2 separate regions of the Ovis aries genome follow, and region 2 is linked to region 1. A link is a contact called in public Hi-C data. All regions are on one chromosome and are shown on one strand. Each heading gives the region's core, a stretch centred on a gene start, on an enhancer-like site or on the middle of the called end of the contact. The rest is flanking DNA. Distances are from core to core; before and after follow the strand shown. Region 1 holds the start of SH3RF3 (SH3 domain containing ring finger 3). Region 2 has its middle 67 kb from the start of SOWAHC.

Evidence for each region. Hi-C and Micro-C count contacts between places; a contact is called where the count stands out from the background.
Region 2: a Hi-C map of liver shows a contact between it and region 1, with 10 times the contacts expected there. The contact joins the enhancer-like site here to the promoter of SH3RF3 in region 1. A contact is called at or near these places in 4 of 16 Hi-C or Micro-C datasets (hypothalamus, liver, muscle and 1 more).

What each region holds. Positions count from the first base shown.
Region 1 is chr3:62,245,305-62,248,004 of ARS-UI_Ramb_v3.0, forward strand. It overlaps SH3RF3 (SH3 domain containing ring finger 3), which reads left to right and starts at 1,395. Exons shown (of 10, transcript XM_027966794.2): 1 at 1,395-2,700. The coding sequence starts at 2,463.
Region 2 is chr3:62,541,790-62,544,489 of ARS-UI_Ramb_v3.0, forward strand. No RefSeq gene overlaps it. Among named protein-coding and RNA genes, the nearest start is that of SOWAHC, 67 kb to the left of the region's middle. Within about 2 kb of position 1,407, at least 30 of the 54 cell types and tissues checked have an H3K27ac peak or open chromatin away from gene starts, as enhancers often do. A contact at or near this core is called in hypothalamus and liver, where this site is marked.

The DNA of each region.
Region 1 (2,700 bases), core at 145-2,644:
CCGGAGCCCCTGTTGAGGCTTTTTTATTTTTACAGTGTGATGAAATATACCAGCTCACCCATTTTAGGTGTTCAGTGGCATTAAGTACATGTCTGCTGTCATCACACTATCTCTCCTGAGTCAGATTCCTCCTTGTCCCAAGAGACCACATTCAGGGCTGCCCACCCAAGCCTTCCCAAGACCCATGCATCCTCAGGCTGGCTGGTCACCAAGCCTGACTTCCTCCTGCTCCACCATCAGCCTGAGCTCTACTAGCACACCCATTGTTCCCTGTTCTCCTGCCAATCAGGTGTCTTCTCGGCTCCTCACATTGTACCTTTGACCTTGCAGATGCCCTGCTCGGGGGTCCTTTCACCTCCTTCATGAGGCTGAAGGCCTCCTCCTTGAAGCCCTCCAGGCCGCCCTTCATGGCGACATTTCAGTGCAGACAGCAAGTTCTGAGGATGTGCTGTGAACTTTCTCTCGCTGACTCTCTGGGGCCAGGGCTGTACCCTACATGATGAATGCATGCTCAGGTACATGGATAATAGACTGAGCATATGACTCAGGATTGGCTGCCCAGTTGATGCTAGTGGTAAAGAGCCTACTTCACACTGTAGGATACATAAGAGATGCTGATCCGATCCTTGTGTCAAGAGGATCTCCAGAAGGGAATGGCAACCAGTATTCTTGCCTGGAGAATCCCATGGACAGAGGGGCCTGGTGGGCTACATACAGTCCATGGGGTCACACAGCGTTAGAGGTGACTGAAGCGACTTAGCATGCACGAATACGCATACGATTCTGGCTGGATACCCTGAACCAAGATGTGCATTCAAATCACCACTAGGCAATGACTTGGAGACCATTTTTCCATTAATTTCACAAATGTTTACTGAGCACCTAGTATGTGCCTGGTGTTTCCCTAGGCACTGGGGATATTCCAGTGTAAAACTATGTGGCTTGTCAGGAACTTGTATCACAGTGGACTGAGATCTTTTCTATGCCTTCAGTTCTGGAGACACAAAGATTTTAAAAATCCAGCTGCAATGATTTCATAAGCATAAGCTTCATTTTCCTTGCATGCAAAAATGAGGTTAAAGTTATCTCATAGGGCCGTTTAGAGGATTAAATAAAAAGATGAACGTTTTTGGCATTGACGCCTCAACAGATATTATTTTCTCCCTGAAACGTCAAAAAAGACACACACAGCTTCACAAACCTCAAGACAGCCTGACCAGCCGTCAGGCTCTCGCGCCTTTCTTCGGTAGCCCAGTCCTGGACCAGGCAGTGTCGGCCTCGGCGGGGCCCAGAGCGGCCACGAGGGGGCAGCGCTCGGCAGGGAATCTGCGCCACCGGCCGCGGCCCCGCGGCCCCCGGGCCTCCGTGCGCTCTTGCGTCGCTCTGACGCGCCCGAAGGCGGGCGCCGGGAAGGAGACCGCTGCTCCCCTCGTCTGCGCCTCCGGAGGAGGGATCGAGCGCGTCCCCAGGGCGGCCCGTGAGAGGCTGGGGTCCGGCAGGCAGCGGCGCAGGCTCGGACCCGCGTCGCCGGGAGGACTCCAGCGCCCTCCCCCCTCCGCCTCGCCCGGCGCCCCGCGCGCCCACCCGACTCTGGGGCTGTCACTTCCGCGCGCCGCCAGGCAGGGGACCGGCCGTCGTCGAGGAGGATGCCCGGGTGCTGGCTGCGTCCCCAGGCTGCTGGCAGGCGCTGCCCAAGGAGGCGGTCGGGATAGCGCCGCCCAAACTTTCCTTCGCTGCAGCGTCAGGCGGAAACATCCCGCTCAGAGGCTCACGGAGAGCGCAGGAGGCTCTGTCGCCAGAGGGGACAGGCCCGGGCCTGCGCTGGGGAGCGCCCTGGAGTTCCTGGGGACGCTGAAGGCGCCTTAAGAACAGGACTGGTGTCCGGCCTGCGCCCAGGCGGGTCAGGTCCAGGGCGCGGCTGCCCCTTCCCGGCGCCCCGCAGTGACCGTGACCTCCGCGCGCTCCCCGCGCACGTGCTCGCGGCCGAGGACGAGGAGGGGTCTGGCTGCACCCGCTGGGCAGCGGCTCGCGGGGAGGCCCAGGGCGCACCGAGGCAGTGCGGGGGAGCGCGCACGCCGCGCCCCCGCCTCCCCCGGGATCGGACTGGCGGCTGAGAGCTCAGAGCCGCCGGGTGTCTTGCCCGCCCGGCGGCGCCGCTGGAACCCGTGCCGGCCGGACTCGCAAAGGAGGGACAGGTGTAGCCTGCATCTGCGGGCGCTGCGCTCCGAAGCACTGGGTGGGCTCGGCGGTCCGGAGGGGGCTTGCGGGACTCGGAGCTCCGGTCCCTGCCGCGCAGGCCAATTGGCACCCCTTGGCGCTGCCAGCCTCAGGGAAGGAAGTCGCGGTGTAGCCCGGTCCCCAAGCGGCCGTCCAGGCGCGACCCTGGCTCCCACTGCCCGCGGCGGCGCCCGCAACGGCCCCGGGACCTAAAGGTGCGCGCGGTCGCCGCCGGCGCCGCCCCCATGCTGCTCGGAGCGCCCAGGCTGTGCGCATCCCGGGCGGCCGCCGCGGCGCAGAGAGAAGACGACGGCGACAGGCTGGGCGGGGACATGGACGAGTCGTCGCTGCTGGACCTGCTGGAGTGCTCCGTGTGCCTGGAACGCCTGGACACGACGGCCAAGGTGCTGCCCTGCCAGCACACCTTCTGCCGCCGCTGCCTGGAGAGCATCGTGAGCTCGCGTCGCGAGCTGCGCTGCCCCG
Region 2 (2,700 bases), core at 157-2,656, 300 kb after region 1:
GCATCTGTATGGTGACAGTTTCGGGAGTCCTCACTCACATTTGGAAGCCAAAAATCACTGATGGCTGTGCTGTTTCTTGTTTATTAATATGGCAGTAGATATTTTTATTTCACATAGGACAAAACAGCAGCAGAACTTGAACTGAGGCTGTTCATCTTGCAGTGGTAGCGCTGGGGTCAGCAGGCACGGGGGAGGGGCAAAATCAGCAGAAAATCACACGTGGAGAGAGTTTTAACTAGCTGTAGTGTGTTTCAGTTGGAGAAGGCAATAGCAACCCACTCCAGTACTCTTGCCTGGAAAATCCCATGGACGGAGGAGCCTGGTAGGCTGCAGTCCATGGGGTCGCAAAAAGTCAGATACGACTGAGTGACTTCACTTTTACTTTTCACTTTCATGCATTGGAGAAGGAAATGGTAACCCACTCCCAGTGTTCTTGCCTGGAGAATCCCAGGGACAGCAGAGCCTGGTGGGCTGCTGTCTATGGGGTCGAACAGAGTCGGACACAACTGATGTGACGCAGCAGCAGCAGCAGTGTGTTTCAGTACCCACTTTTCCATACAGGAACAGAATCCAGCCACTCTGGACTGCACACCATCACCTTTTCCCTTTCCTGTACTGGGTTGGGTAAGCTCTAATATTTCTCCCTTCTGAAAGCCCTCTCCAACCCCCCACCCCCACCCCCCCCCACCCCCCCCACCCCCTCTGCTCATCTCTGCTATGTTTGTAAAAGAACGTTCTTGGACTTACAGGGAAATTTGATCCATATGGGCTGGACAGTCTACACTTCTCTTATAAAACTGCTCTTTTGTAAGAGTTCTTCTATAGCCAAGTATCTCTGAACAACAGAAAAATGTTTTTCCAGGAAAAAAGCGATAGCCAAACTCCCAAAATTAGTATCAGCACCCTCTCTCCCTTATCTATCATTTCATTCATTGTAACCAGAATTTATAAAATTTCCTGGTCTGTGGCAGGTACATACTGGGGCGCAGAGATAAAGGCCATCTGGTCCCCAACCTCCAGTAGTTACTCTAATGAGGAATGTGCTTATGATGGAAGTCTTCTGGACCGAGGAGTTTCTGGCACAGGTGACAGAACCTCAGCCAGCTGAGGCTGGTGGCAGCTCAGGGTCCTACAGTGAGTGGGAAATTGAGCCCCTCCAAGGCCCAGCCCCCTCCTGTCGGTCTGCTGCTTCCCATCAGTAGAGCACACGGTGACCACACCCTGGGACACCCCCTGGTTGGGAGGACTTTGCAAGCCCCAGCTGGCTCTCCTCCTTTCACACAGCTTCCTTCTTCCTGCACACGCAGTGACCTCAGGCTCTGAACAGTGCCTTCGTGACAGTTCCTCCCCAGCCCAGCCTTGGCTTCCATTTCTACCTAACTGCACTGCCTGGGTGGAGCGGGTTCCTCCCCAGGACAGGCCGTGTCTGGTTCTTCAGGTTTCACCACGTTCTGAGCAGTCAGCCCTGTCCCTGCTCTGAGGCAGGTTCTTTATAAACAACAACCGGCTGAGGCCTGAGGTCTGTCCCAGCAGAACTGCAGTGTTTACAGCAGCTCTGCCAGCAGCTCAGCAAATGTGCTGGAAGAAAAACAGACCTACTTACCAGCCACAGTCGATGACTGGGAGAAACTTCCCTTGTATAATACCTAACGATGGTGGTTTCTGCCTAAACCTGGGGGCCTGGGGAGAGCCACTCCGGGGTGTGTCCTGTGATCTACTGAGGGCAGAGAGCTCAGCTGAGGTGCTCCTTCCGGGGCCGGTTTCCAGGTCTGCTCAGAGCTGGGCCAAAGCAGGAGGGCTCTGTTGACTTCACACTTGGCAAGGGCCTCAAGCAGCAGCCAGTTCGGGTCTGGAGTGGGCCTTGTGCAGCACTCTGCAAGGGCTGCCAGCCCCAGAAGTGGGACCTGGAGCTTTTTCAACAATCTTGATCTCAGGTCCAGGCTCAGGCTCCTCCTGTCCCTTTCCCTGCCACTGAGGGGTGGGAGGAGGATGGAGGTGGGGACCACAGCAGCCAGCTGGAAAGCCTGTACATTGAAACTGATCCTTTGTGAGGGCCCTGGGGAATGCAGCCTTGCTTTTGAAACTGAGTCCCCCTAAAACCGAGCTTCCTCACTACATCTATGATTAACCTCTCCGTCTATAACTTTATTCCCTTTCTTGTCCCCTCTGACCTCCATCCTGTGCTCACTGAACACTAATCAACCAGGGTTAGGTGACTAAGATTGCTGTTATTGATAAAACTGTACATAACAGTCATACTAATGAAAATCACTACCAGTGTTAAGGTCACACATGCAGGTCATTTCTCCAGTGCAAGGTGAGCTCACAGACCCCTGAGCCATGAACTGCCAGAGGCATCCTGACTCCTGAAGCCATGGTGAAGAAATGTCACAGGATTATGATTAATCTCAGACCCTTTGTTCCTCTCTTAAAACACTTCCAACTCAAAGACCAAGCTGGAGGGGATCTGAGGCTCATCTCCACTCCCGTGCTCCATGCCAGCAAGTAAATCCTCACTGCAGACTCCTGGCATCCCAGGAGCCCTTGCCTACTTTGAAATCCATCATAGCCTCAAGCATCCTGGAGAGTTCCTGATCAGTGCTCAGTTTCTGCCTCTCACCACCCAGGGAGAGTGGCCACAGCAAGAAGCCAGCACAATGGCAGATTATGGCTGCCTCTCTATGAGCATTCAGAACAGCA